Linked DNA regions of Zea mays: region 1 is linked to region 2. A link is a contact called in public Hi-C data. All regions are on one chromosome and are shown on one strand. The core of a region is the stretch at or near the end of the contact, and the rest is flanking DNA. Distances in the headings are between cores, read along the strand shown.

Evidence for each region. A called contact is a pair of places that touch in the nucleus more often than the background predicts.
Region 1: a contact with region 2 is called in a Hi-C map of ear, with 1.8 times the contacts expected there. The contact joins the promoter of LOC100283240 here to the promoter of LOC100502385 in region 2. A contact is called at or near these places in 3 of 25 Hi-C or Micro-C datasets (ear, leaf and tassel).

Annotation. Positions count from the first base shown.
Region 1 is chr10:97,820,233-97,827,566 of Zm-B73-REFERENCE-NAM-5.0, forward strand. It overlaps LOC100283240 (ELMO domain-containing protein 2), which reads right to left and starts at 4,090. Exons shown (of 9, transcript NM_001361256.1): 1 at 3,719-4,090; 2 at 3,389-3,501; 3 at 3,133-3,201; 4 at 2,762-2,877; 5 at 2,477-2,531; 6 at 2,233-2,353; 7 at 1,378-1,425; 8 at 1,167-1,261; 9 at 898-1,084. The coding sequence starts at 3,490. The coding sequence ends at 983. LOC100281465 (protein binding protein) reads left to right here. Exons shown (of 2, transcript NM_001154383.3): 2 at 1-318. The coding sequence ends at 77.
Region 2 is chr10:97,674,120-97,681,372 of Zm-B73-REFERENCE-NAM-5.0, forward strand. It overlaps LOC100502385 (Phosphoglycerate mutase-like protein), which reads right to left and starts at 1,932. Exons shown (of 10, transcript NM_001196863.1): 1 at 1,825-1,932; 2 at 1,674-1,747; 3 at 1,408-1,515; 4 at 1,175-1,254; 5 at 726-879; 6 at 550-624; 7 at 362-450; 8 at 81-200. The coding sequence starts at 1,742.

The DNA of each region.
Region 1 (7,334 bases), core at 2,840-5,339, 150 kb after region 2:
TGGCCAAGGTGGCCATCATGCGTAAGTCCATGAACCGGGTCAGCGACCTGCACGGCTTCGAGAACGCGCGCTTCTGAGGCGTCAGACGACCTCGTGTCTGTCTGTAATTGAGTCGTATTGTGTTTATGCCATTTTTTTTCGTTTTCGTGTTGGCTAGTGAAACGATATGAGTACCCCAACAGGAGAAGAGGCCGCGAACGGTGGCTAGTAGAAGATGGGAAGATGAACAGAAGCAGCCGGAGCTGCTGCTGATGTTATATGTGGATTAGTAGTATCAATTAATTATGAGGACGATTAATGAACCCAGATAGGATGAAGAAGATAATTGGTGTTATATTAGCTGCTGTTGTGCTTCATGATTCATTCATTCATCCATCACTTGTCATGCTCCTCTGATTCCGATTCCGGGGCAGACCAGCCGTCTCCGTCATGCTTGGTAACTAACAGCTGCTGCTTCATCTCTTTACCTTGCTGCTCTAGTGCATAGTCTACATCAAGCTATATAGTCTCAGCTTACAACCACATCAAATTTTTTTTAATTTCAGAAATCTACACAATCCACAAGCCACAAAAGGGTCTGATGATGCCTGCAGGCGCTTAGTGATCATTCATTGCATGCGATCGGCAGCTAGCAGTTGGCCTATACTCCCGGGCGGATCCAGTCAAAAAGCACACAGCAAGCGCCTCCTCTTCACATGACATGACCGCAAAACGTGCAAACGCAAACACAACCTTTTGACCAGCTTAATTCAATTTTCACATATACGTGGTCGTGGTGTGTGTGTATCCCTACTGTAGGCTGGATCGATCCTGGGCAAAACTGTGGCGTATGTGAATTACTGACAACCAGAGATGTGTGTCTCCCTTCTCTCTTTTTCTTTTCCTTTTTCTTTTTTACAGGCTGATGATGCTGGTTACGATGTAACCTGATCAAATTTTCCTTTGACTGCATCCCAGTAATATAATCTAACTACCAGTAGCACTATTTGTACAAGAGGTTGCAGGCAGGGAGGTCATGGATGCCATTGAGATCCTCCAGGGAGAGCTCCCTCTCGAGCTGCTGCCTTGTGGCCTCCAGCACCTCCTGCATGTGCAATGCAATCGTTCCATCCGTTTTAGTTTAATTTACTCAAAACAAAAAAGGACAAGCTTCATCAGCTTATTACTTTGAACTGCATGTACGAGGCTCGCATTGCTAGCCACTGGGCGTCCATCATCTCGAACGCTATGCAGTACAGCACGTCGAATGCATCCTCGTGTTCTGACAAACCATAGAAAATTGAACATTCATCAATCCCTCCGTTGTGGCAACCAACACATTGAACTCTCAATCAGGTAATGGATGGAGAAATTACAAACCACTCTGTCCTATCCTACCTGTCAACACTTTGATGAAGTTAATCCCTGGCAAAGACTTCGGGCGCACTGAAACCAAAAACAAAAAAAAGGCAAAAGGCAAGCAATTTGAGCACAGTCAGCAACATCTTCCTCTCTTTCAGGTATCGCAGATCATTATCTGAACCAACAAGCAAATTAAACCAGCACAGCTACTAGCTACCAGCAGTTAATGGAACCAGCAATCACTCATTCAGCTGTTGCTTTCAAAGAGATAGTACATGCACAATCATACAAAACAAAGATGAAATAAACAAGCCTTTCTTTCTTTCTTTCTTTTTCTGTTTGAAACCACATGACGGTTCTGGCGCAAATTGGCTTGTTCTGTGTGCTGGTATATGGATGATGATCAGGCAGGGCAATCATGGGTGGCAGCACAAGGCAGGCATACATGCAACGGGACGAGACGGTTGCGCATCGGTTAGCAGTTATCAGCAACCAGCTGTGTCCACCATGTGCCTATTATAATATAATGCATGCTCATCGTCCAACAGTCGTGATCAAATCCAAAGATTCCACATCTTGAGAAAGAAAACAAAACCTGATACTATACTTGCAATGTGACCTGCACAATGATGCACATGGTGGGCTTAGATGTACGTACGTACTCTGATTACTACTTTTATTAGTCCTTTGACCAAAACAAATCTGATGATGCAATGCACGTAGTCGAGTCGATACATGTGAATTCTTATCAGATGCCATGCCCGGCCACAATATATATATATATATATATATATATATATATATATATATATATATATATATATATATATATATATATATATATATATATATATATATATATATATATATATATATATATATATAAAATACCTGAGTTGAGCTCCAGCAGTTGAATCAACATGTATGAGATATTTACACCCGCGACCGCAAAGGGGTACTCCCATGTAGTTCGCATTCCTTGCTGCTTCAGCATCAGCCTCTTGAAAGAAGCCTGCTTAATTGTTGGACCAACCACACAAGCAACCATCAGAACTATGTGCATAGACACTTTGCTCACTTGGTAAGGAGGGAGGAGTTCATTCGTGTTTTTATATACAGGACCCAAAGGACCTACCGGGTATGTTCTTGCAAAAAACAAAAGGTTCTCGAGCGAAACAAACCCACAGCCCCTGCAATCAAAGTAAGATGATATTGTTAAGGCTCTTCATCAGATCTAGGGTAATGCATGCATGTTTGTTGCACGAAACCAGCACCTGATTGCGGGCCTCTAAGAAGAAAGAGACAAAGAGCATTGTAAACTTTTTCCCAGGAAAAAAAAAACTTAAAAGGAACAGTGTGAAACATATTCTCGGCAACCAAAGATAGGGCATAGAGAAGCAAAAAAAAAACTTGAATTAACCTGAAATCAGTTGCTGGGTTCACGCCCTGCCACCCCATGTCTTTCCACTGTTCTGAAACTAAGCTAGTGAGCTCTGTATCGGGAAAGGATGCATTCCATAGAGCCCTAAGCGATTCCTAAATCCAAAGCACACAATATAATAAAATTCATGAAAGTCAATAAGGTATATAACTAACCGAGCAAAACAAAGAGCAAGCTAGTTGCAGTCTGAAACCTATTTTTGTGCTAAGTGTTGCGGAATACCAAATTTGTTTTTAGATTACTCCAGAAAGTAAGTTGAAGACTCTATCTACATCATATATAGGGACACACGGATTGAAATCCCTATCTATAAGTTTTCGTGAAGCTAATTGAGTCGAGAGTTTCCTCACTTGATGATCTGTCCGAGTTTCGTCATATGGCACATTTAGCCTTTCCTTCAGACTTTGCAGCCTCTGTTCCTGAATGAATATTTAAGACCAGGGTTATTTCGGGCGCAGGAAGAAACGAAGTTAAGCTTGCATGGTCCATGCCATTGTGTTTATTCTATTTCATTTATTGTTTCCCTACAACCAAGAGACGGCACAGAATCATTCATGTATTTTGCCTAATAAACACATCATGATAATGACGGCAGTGCATCTGTACCTGTAGAGGGGTTAGATCAAGCACTATCTTCTCTGCACTGACTTGTCGCCTTTTGCCCGAGCCGCTGAAAAGACCTGCAAACCATGCCCGATTTCCAACCATAGTAGCATCAACTGCAATGAGGTCATTATAAAACTCTCGATTCAATATTCCTCAACATGAAAAATGGATCTTATTCTCTATGCAACCTTGTTCAGAAACATATATAGACATTCAATATTCCTGAACATGAAATGGACCTTTTTCTCTATGCAACCTTGTTGAGAAACATAGAGCGATTATAGAGTCGACAACAAATGTACAAAAGAAAAGAATGGTACTCCGTCCTACCTGTTGTTGACGTTGAAGTTGAGACGGTAACGGAATGCCCATCAAATTAGAAGAGGTGCCCTTTCTTTCTTTACCAATAATAATGTGAGTAATTATAACAGAAATCAATGAACGCGAGGGGAGGGTGGCGCGTCAGGAGCTAATGCAGTAAGCAGGAAAGCATGATCCTCCATGAACCACACACATGCGGCGGACCCCGGTGCCCCCTCGCTGTCTGTTGCTTGTTGCTTTGGATCTGGAGGAGGCATACGCGCGCGCTCCCTTGGGTTGGGGGATTCGACGGGATTCTCCTGCTGGTGCTGGATGATCGACGGAGGAAGGAAGTTAAAGAATTGGCCTCCGTCGACCGCCCAGCCCTGCCCCTGCCGGACCGTCGCATCCTATGCCAGCTCAAGGCGGCCTGCTATGTCTCCCCCTCTCTCTTTCTCTTCCTCTTCCTCTTCCCCACCGCGCATGCCGCCCAACCATCCACCCACACCCTTTCGTTTTTGCAACAACATTAGAATCACAAGGCCCAGCTCAATGCAACCATATATGCCGGCCATGGGCTTCGTAGCCAACACTAGCCCTTTAAAGATTATTGTTGTTGTTATTGTTCGTTACCATTCGATTTCCCTTCATGAATTACAGACCGGTTTCTTTTAAATCTCTTAACTTTTGTGTTTTTAATCTTAAGTAGTTTTATTAATGGTTTTACTAATACAACTCAACGCCAATGGACACAAATCAGACTAGGTTAAAAGTTTAGGGAGATAAATTTGTCTACAAATATTTTTCCACAATTAATATTTAATATTTTAAAAATCTATTTACAAATTCATTCGAACATTTTTATAGGTAAAAAACAATACAATTAAAATCCTAAAAACTGACATCTTAAAAAAGTTATAGAACTGTGTTACTTAAAAATATAAAAAAGTTTAATATTTTTTTTTAAGATCAAGCACTATCTTATAGTTCCTTGTATTTAGTTTTAGATACACTTATTTTAGTGTTTATTTGCCGGCACAATATCTTATTATCTATTATAAATTTATAATTAATCTATATGTCGATCGTACGGAGTACGTAGAAGCGTTCTTAGTCTTGGATAAAATTTCACCCTAGTTATAGTTATACTAGGTGGATGCTCGTGCGTTGCTACGGAGTCAACATGTAATGATAAGATACATTGAGATGTAGAAGCACTATAATAAAACATATTGATAAAATATATTGTTGGAACTTAGGAACTCAATGGTATATGGGGTTCACTTGATGACATAAATTTTTAGCCATAATCATCTCATGTTGTTAATGATCAGTAACGTGAGCAATAGGATATGTATTAAAGGTAAAAAAATGTTTCTATCAAGGCATACCCATCCTATATAATTATAGCTGTCAAAAAAGGAGTACAATTTAATCTCATTAGTCATATGACTGAAAAACAAGAGGCAGACTAATATTTTATTGTGTAGATTCAAAAAATGTGTAAACAAATGCCTATGTAATCCCAAGCATAGGAAGAACCATTCCTTGAGGGGCAGCAACAAGGGGAACTAAATTCTGGGTCTGAGCAGTTGTGAAAATACAATATTGAGAACTTCGGGGGTGCGACGGGAGGTTGAGAGCTCAAAGCTATCACTTCAATTCGGGCCCAAATGCAAGGAAACACTAGAACCCACCACAATATTTGGGGACACTATCTCCAACACAAAGATTTTTGGAGGGGATGCAAGAAGGGGTATCCGGGGAAGTCCTTGCTATAATGGATCCTAAGTAGTTGAGGCAGAGTGACAAAAGTGGATGGAAGAGGTGTGGAAGAGGAGCGGACCTCGCCATCGCAGATGAACTCGCACCACTCGCCGGAATCCACCGCTTGGGCTCTGGTCCGCAGCTGCACAGTTGGAGGAAGGTTTTCGGGAAAGTCCTCCGGCTCTGGGAAGGTTTACTCTCAGCAAAGTGCAGGAGGTGAGTAGAGTGGGAGAAGGCGGGAGGGGAACCGAGACGTGCATCCATTTATCTTCATCTTGCATGCTGAACCGAGAGAAGTGGAAGTCATGGTTGTGGGGAGAGAGCTTGCGAAGTGTAGTTGAGTGGTTGCGGCGCGAGGTTCCGTGGAGATGGAGGTTGCCACCACGGAGAGGAAGTCTTGCGGTTACCTGTAGAAGACGGAGCTCTGCGGATTGTGCTATGGGCTACCGAGCAAGGAGAAGTGGGCCTGGGTGGTCTGCAAGGTATGTGCCGAACCGAGTAGAGATGAAGCAGATGTAGCGGTAGACACAAACACACTATGGTGTAGCGTTAGCTGCTACTCGCTTTTGCCTAAGGGGTGCGGAATCGAATTCCCTCGCAACCTGCTTTTTTAGTTTTTGGCTGGGCGTGGGACGTCTGCGCGGGAGGCAGAATGGAGAGGTAGCCTACCCCTTAGGTTCTTCATAGTAGTATAGCTCTGGCCTTGACAAACAAACATTGTGGTCAGAATCATCTGTTATGGATTCCTGAAAAAAGAATCATCTGTTGTGAACAAATTATGATATAGTGATGCTTGGCATCTTCACAAGAAGGTCGAAAACAAGTCAAGGACCTAAACCAGGATAGCATATTAATATTGAACCAAATGTGAAATCTAATTACATCATCATACTTTCAATAACCAATCAAACTATAAAATTGGAGGAATCTTGGTGTGTACATTATACACATGACACATACAGGTAGTTTTATCCCAAAAAAAATGAAAAGACAACATTTGCAGCTACCTCCGGTTGGGCTCAGGAAATGTCTCGGATATAGCTGAACACAACATTTATCCTAGCATCCTTAGTCTCTAGGCCTAAGCAAGTCAAACAAGGTACGATCAGTAAACCACAGAGTAAGCATTGAAAGAAAATGAATGCATGAATAATCCTGGGTTCTTGGATACATACATAATAATCATCTGAATTATTAAGATGCAACACCACTACTAAAGTTTTACTCAAACAAATTTCATAAGCCTTAGATGAACCCAACATGATCCACCAACAAAGATAAATTATTATGTGCAAATTCTGCTAGTTATATTTGGCTAGCGACCGGATACCCAAGTCTTACAAATATGTGTGAAGCTGGACGACCACACCTGTGTTGGATTCCAAACGACATCCGGTGTGTACCAAACAAATTTGATGCTTCCATCAGCCACACCCAAGTTGGACTCTGAAGAGATCTGCCTTATGATCTCTATGTTTATACCCAAAAAACACACATAGTGCTCCCTTTATCATTAATTTTTATGAATTACAGGTGTGGTATTTTGTATGAACTACTCCCTGCAGTCACAAGAGCACCGTTTTGACATGAACTTGGCTGCTTATTTCTACTGCAGTATGTTTACAAACCATAGCAAAATATATATTAAGAAGTAATTGATGACTAAATGTTTAACCTTAACAAGCACGAAGTAATTGATGACTAAAGTGTTTTTAGGCTAACCGCAAACAACCAAATCATCACTTGTATGGCTGTTTACCTCTTTACAGTACAAAACAAGATAATTCCTATACAATCAGCAGCCACAACACACCATCCATAAGGAGATTTATGGCATATAATACTCGCATCACATCACAAAACATATAAATAGTCAAGT
Region 2 (7,253 bases), core at 682-3,181:
CACAAAACGTATATATGCCCCTGATGTGCATGAGTTCGACAATGGTAATTCATTAAATGACAAATAAAAAAGACACTTACTACTTGCTCACTTCTTGTGCTACTGTTGGATGGCACTCTTTGCTGTACATGCGCAAGGTATGGCTTAATAAACCGCTATGGGTGACGATGGCTATCTCTCTCTCTTCTCTTGTCCATAGCCTGCGCAAAAGTCATCTGCATGTGTTCAGTTCCAGATCCTAGAGCAAGATGTTGATCATGCGTTTGTTCGTAATTCCAAATTAACCAGAAGTTGTTTCGTAATGACATAGGCAAAGAAAAGAAATGAACTGATACTTAGAGGGGGAAAACAGACAAATTACCAGTCAATGAACTTCATACCCCTTTCTGCGAGTGACTCAAAGGTTTCTCTGACATCTGGTACCCAGAGAACATCTTCGTCACTCTCTATCTGTAAAACAAAGTGAGTGCATATGTATAGTTAACCACTAGTAGAAGCTCGGAAACGGCAGCCCATGGAGCATGAAGTATATGAGAGAGAGATGCTTACCAGCGAAAAATCAATGGCAGGGAAGAGAGCACGGTACTCTGTGATGCTCCTCCTCTTGTCACAAGGATGGACACCCTGCATTGAAGCGCGCGGTAATGGTGATCAAACCAAAAAAAAGACCTTACAAGTGTGTTCTTCAGCAAAAAATGGAAAAAAAAGGAAGTACTCGTACGTACCAAGCGCTCCCTGCAGGCCTCAACAGCAAGAAATGGTGGGCAGTTCAAACTTGAAACTGCCGGACGTCCAGCATTCTCCACCATCAGTGGAGGCACACTCACACCATTACTGCAGCTTTCGCCACCAAAAACTCCCACTGCAGTCTGCATGGTCCTTTAGAACATAGCGAAATATAGGGAGGGCCTTTTAGTTCATACGACAGCTGCAATAATGCACTCTCAATCAAAGAAGAGGGTGGTGGGTCCATCTCTGTTGTCTTGGATGCTCTAGTTCTGACAATAACGTACTCAAAGCATATCCTAGTAGCTGATATTTTGTCCCTTTTCTTCTAAGAAGGAATAAATTAAAATTAAAAAAAAACACACACACACACAACTGCAGCAGTGAAGAACACCACCGCATCTGTGAAGCATTGCAAGGACGCAGAAAAGGTCATGCAAGACTGTACCTCGACAAAGGAGAACAAATAACCAGCTCAATCTTTTCTGCAAGCCCAGATTCCTTCACATGCTCTCGCAGGAGGTCAACCTGTATTTTTCATTATTTTAATAAGTAGATCTCTCTCCAACGAAACATGGAAGCAGAGAAAAGAATCATATAGAGCCATCGAAGCTGATATTTTAATTTGGTCAAAACTAATTATATGCAGGACCAAGGAAATGAAAGGGTAGCTAGCTTTACCTGGTTCCAGCCCAAGGGAGTGATGCTCGCGTCGAAGAAGTCGGGTTTCATGTAGGCGCTGTGATCCGTGTCGCCTTCCACGTTGTGGACACCTTGGGCATGCCTCACCTGCGTAATGTGATGGTGATGTTCATGTACATGCGAAAATAAGCAGCAAGTGGGTAGCAGTATATATGCTAAAAAATTGTTGTGTGTGTGTGAGAGAGAGAGGATGCATATGCATGCGAAGAGGAGCAAATCAGGCAGGCAGGGTAAGATGTAGGAACCAGGTGTATGGTTTTGCATCGGTGCAGAGGGTAGATGGCAGTGGCAGCAGCGGCGGCGCCGGCCTCCATTATCTCTGAGAAGAAATCAAAACATCAGGTGTAAGTGGGTAGCAGTATAGGATTGGAGAAGAGGATTGAGTCACCGACGCACGGTATTAGCAGCGGCGGCGGCGGGGAGATCGATGAGGGAGGCGTGATGGCTGACGCTGCCTCAGAGATTGATGGGGCTGACCGGTGGTAGGTGGCCGGCCGGGGATCGGATCGGAATGGGCGGCCGGAAGGTGTGAGGCGAAGGTGATGATAAATGATAACCAGCCGCCGCAACTCCACTTGGGAATCTGCATGGATGCATTGATGCCTGTACAAAAAAAAAAGTCTTTTTTTTCTTGGCTGCCGACCGTGCCACACCGGTACGGCCCGATGCTTCAGGTTAACTTTTTTTAGTTAACACGACACTGAATAATTTTGGGTTAAACCATATCGTGTCCAAATATTAAAAGCTAGATTCAACTCGGCTTTAAAGCATGACAGGTAATGCTCATGCCGTGTCGCTACAAGCAAGACACGAGTAAAAAACTTATATGTATCTAAAAATACATCTTTAAATATTTCTAATTTTGTTATACATTAAAAAATCATACGAGAAAAAGAACCTTTAAAAATAAATTGATATAACTAGACACGTGACTCAAAACTATTACGATAAATATAAGTATCAATGTTTTATATAACTTTTATGATGAGATCAACATTGTTGGAGCAGTAAATAACCATTTAAACATTAGTTTTCACTTCGTGTCGTGCTGATCTAAGCACGGCTCATCTAATCGTGTCGTGCTATGTCCCTCGTCGTGTCTAAGTTTGAGGCACAATACGACATGGTTATTCAGGTCGCGCCGGTTCAATCCGTTTTCGTGTCGGATCCTGCTTCGGGCTTTTATTTTCAGGTCGTGTCTATGCAACTTTAAGTGGTCTGGCCCAAACTTTGAGATCTATTCTAAAACTACATGTCTAAGGTTTTTAATGGGAAATAGGAATCCTAGGTTTTTACTGTATGAAATATGAATCCTTGACATTCTATTTTTTAGAGGGTGTTTGATTTCCGTTTTATGTGTGTCACATCGAATATTTAGATATCAATTATGAATATTTAATATAGACATAATAAACTTTTCTCACAAATTAGTATTCATCTATGTAATTAATTTTTATAATTAGACTATATACTTAATACTCATAATTGTCGTTTAAATATTCAATGTGACAAAGACTAAAGTTTAATTTGGTAGAACCAAGCACCCTTTTATAACATAGCAACTTTAGATTTATCAGAATTATTAGGGCATTTATAACCGACATAAATTATTCATATTTTAAGGAGTATTTAAAGACATACGTGCAAAAAGACACAAGAAACATATTTTGATGGAGGAACGTCTCTGGCATCATTCTCTAGTCTAAGATACACTTCCACCCATAGATATGTCTTGAGGGTTTAGTGAATAAAATACAATATTTGAATATACTGGATTATATGAACGAGTTTCTCAGGTATATCTAGTGCTTAAAAAACACTACATAATAGCTAGATTGTACATGTCCTTATGGTTAAAATTACCCCTCTCTCTCTCTTTTGTTTTTGATAGGTTCTATGTGTCATTGTGTCATCTGCTGCACGAGGGAGGCCACCAAAAGCTGATGCAGACTCTCAAACATCTAGTTTTTCAGCTAAGTCATTACGATAGTAAAAAAACCGTCACTTTCTATATCCTAAACCCTATAAAATCTTTTATCTGCCTCCACACGTAATCTTTATGATTCTTAAATTCTCTTCACAGCTAAATTCTCTTCATAGTTAAATTCTTAGAAAAGTTGCTAAGGAAAAAACTGAACCAGACCCAATATTTAACGGCGGCACGGCACCGCCGCAACTCAAGGGAAGGACGATGGAGAAAAGCAGGGGCGTGATGTTCAAACACGGCACGGCACCCAACCAAGACGCACGTGGTCCGATTTTTTTGTATTTTAGCCCTTTATCAGGTTTAAAATCACGTTTAGACTTAAAAAAATTTTAAACTCAATTTTGGACCCTTAGCTTGGCGCCATAGCCTATGGCGCCGAGCTAACACAGCTCGGCGCCACAGCCTATGGCGCCGAGCTATGACGTGGCAGCAACGGCTACTTGCGCCTAGGGCTGACCTGACTCCGATGTGGCGGCGGCGCGGCCTCGTAGCTCGGCGCCACAGATCTTGGCGCCGAGCTACGAATTCCTATAAAAACGCCCGCGCGGCTGGCCGAGAGCAGCTCATTTCATCCCATTTCCAAACTTCGTCAAAATCTGCTGGATTCAAAGATTTGAGTTGGTTCACTTCGTAGACCAAGGTATGATGTCCAATTGATTCGTTTTGTATATTGGGTTGTTAGTTTAATAATTTGTATACACCTATTATATTATCGTTTCGATTATTAGTTTGTGTAAACTTATTATAAAGCATAATAGGTACAAGTGATAATTATAATCGTTTATTAGATGAAAGACATGTACCGAGAGGCGTTGTGGCAGAAGAGAGGTCGTCCTCGGGAGTTATATCCGGACGTATCTAGTAAGGATGCTCTTGTTCCTCCTGAACTCCCCGTGCCTAACTGTGACTGTGGCAGACTGGCTTGGGTACATCAATCACAACATCCAGACACGGCTGCTCGCTGCTACTACTTTGTGGCAGTTTGGACGTACGTAGCTTATGACTTGTCACTTAATTTTGTTCGCATTCATTATTTTGTAGATATGTAACAGTGCTTCTTTCCATTATTTTAGGGACATCAGAGGTGTTTCTTTTTCCAGTGGATCGACGGTCCTGATAAATTTGACCCTCGATATCTTCTTTTCGTTAATTGGTTGAGTGGAAAGACCAGTCATGAGCGTTTTAAGCGTTGGGTACCTCCTCCCCCGAATCCTCCACCAATGACGGATGCGGAGAAGGAGGTAGCAACAGAAAGACGGATGGACTCACCGCCTCGATGCGATTGTGGAGACCGTGCTGTCATCGACGAAGACTATGACAAGCAGTTCTGTTGTCCGAACATTGATTATGTGAGCCCATTGATACGCTAAATGTATGAACTAGTTTTTATTTACAATAAATTACTAATTTTGTCTCCTGCAGCCATACGGGTGGCGTAAGTGTCGTTTCAGAGAGTGGTTGTATGGTCCTTTGTCCCATTGGCCAGAGCCAGAGGTAAAGGAAAAGAGATACAACGGGTGGGCGGAAGAAGAGGTCAAATTTGATCTAGTACTCTGCAAATGTGGTATTCAAGCTAAGTATGGATTAGTTCCTTCGGAGCTTGGTGTTGGATATTTTTGTGGACATATGGTCGATTACGATGAGGTTGGTATTTTTTTGCACTAGCTGTAATGTTATAGTACTATTTTTTTGTAGGAGACGAGGAAATGCAGTTGGGAGAGTTACGACGACAAAGGAGAGGTGATGCGCACAATAGAGTCCAAGAGAATAATGGGACAGAAGATGCGTTGTGGATCTCGGCTCGTCGATTCGTACATTAACGATCGCATACGCGACATGCGTAGGGAAGCAAAATCTGCCTTTTATGATAGCCCGAAGCGTGCAGAGTATAGGAGGTTGAAGGCGGCAGATGAGAAGAGAGCACAGGATGCAAGGGAATGGGAAGCGGCTCAAGCCCAGAAACAGATGTTGGATAATCTTGCTGATCGCCTCAAGGGAAGTAAGTGAGATAAATGATATTATAATTATGTTAGTACAATTTATTTATCTTGACTTTGCTAACTTATTTTTCTCATTATATTTGCAGAGATTGGAAGCGGCGTAAACTATTTGGCCGATGAGGCGCATGCGAGATATGTTCAGGATAAAATGGCAACGGTTGAGCTGATGGAGGAGGAGGACGACGACACATCTAGATTGAGTGAGCTTATCGCTCTCGCAGAGGCAGGATTACATGAAGAAGAGGAGGATGACACATCAAGGTTGAGTGAGCTCATCGCACTAGCTGAGGCAGGATTACGTGCTCAAGAGGAAGAGGATGAGTTTATGTCTCAGGCCGCTGAAGAGGTAGAGGCAGCTTATTACAAGAAGAAGTCTGATGAGGCTGAGGCTGAGGATGAGCTATTCTCCCAAGCTGCAGATGAAGCAGAAGCCAATTATTACAAGAGAACTGGTGACAAGTGTGATGCAGGACAATGCAGCAAGTGGAATGAGGTTGTCGTTGAGGATTGCGCGACAGATGACTCTGAAGATGAGTTACTCATAGATTGTGATTCAGACTGAAGAATTGTAGCCTATTATGTAGTATTTTCGTATCAAAAATAATTTAGAACTCTAAAGATGCGTTACTTATTGCTTATTATGTTTTTTACAATTCACAAAAAAAATTGCAAGAGTTCCCCTTGTTTTATTAACAACCACAGTTCAAATAATCACATATTATAAGACATGTAAGCATTTCAACATATAATACATCACAAAATAACATCGAATATAAAAACATCCACAGAACATAGTTCTTCATACAATGTCCACAAACAAAGTCCAAAATACAATGTCCACAACACATAGTCCAAAAGACATAACATAGTTCATAGTTCATATTACAACGTCTCCAGCATGAGTCCAAATCACACAGTTTTCAGGATAAGACCAACATCACAAAAGTATTCATTTCCTCCTAGTCTTACCCTTGCCCTTGGTCCCAAGAGCGTCGGTGCCTGGAGTGTAAGGGTCTCGTGGACGCCTTCTACGTGGTGTCAGCTGTGATGGCTGAGTTGTAGGAGCATCCTGCAACTGAGATGGTCCAATCTCCACCTGACCTGCGGCGCCAGCGCCAGCGTCGTCGTCGTCGTCGTCGTCCTCGTCATCGTGGGCCACGTCCTCAAACGTGTCCCGCGTCGATCGCGAAGAGCTCAGTCCTGCTGTAGATGGTCCAACTGCACAAATGGGAGGCTGAACGTCCTGCTGCATACAAGGCACAGGCAGCTGCACGTCAACGCCCGCTAGAGACCGGCATCCACACCGAGCCGCTGCACGACGAAGATGACGTGATACCCTCTGTAATCGAAATATTAGTTAAAGACATATGTTACAACATACAAATAAACAAGTTTTCTGTTAGACATTGATACTCACTGATAGTAACGATAGCGTAGTAGTATCTGAAGTTCTCTGTGAGATACGCTCGAGTTCAACAACAGATACGAGCATAGAGTTTCCCTATCACAAGTTAAAACATTAGGATGCTCAAAACTAGACATAAAGCATTGAATTGAAATCTCTAATTTTAGTAAAGAAATAGTTACCACTCTATCAAGGATTGGAGCAGCCTCAATTTGGGACCCGTGCCGAGCAGCTATGTCGAAAGCTGTGTCTTCGTCGTCTGACGATTCTTGCTCGGCGTAGTCTGCAGCTGTCCACTGTCCCTTCAGCTTGCACCTAGTCACACCAGAATACCAAATCAAATACCTCCGGAAGTTGTAGTTTGTGTGCGCCTGGTCATTCTCATAGTTAAGATCCCCCTGCTGTTCCCATTCATCAATGTAATCACGATGGT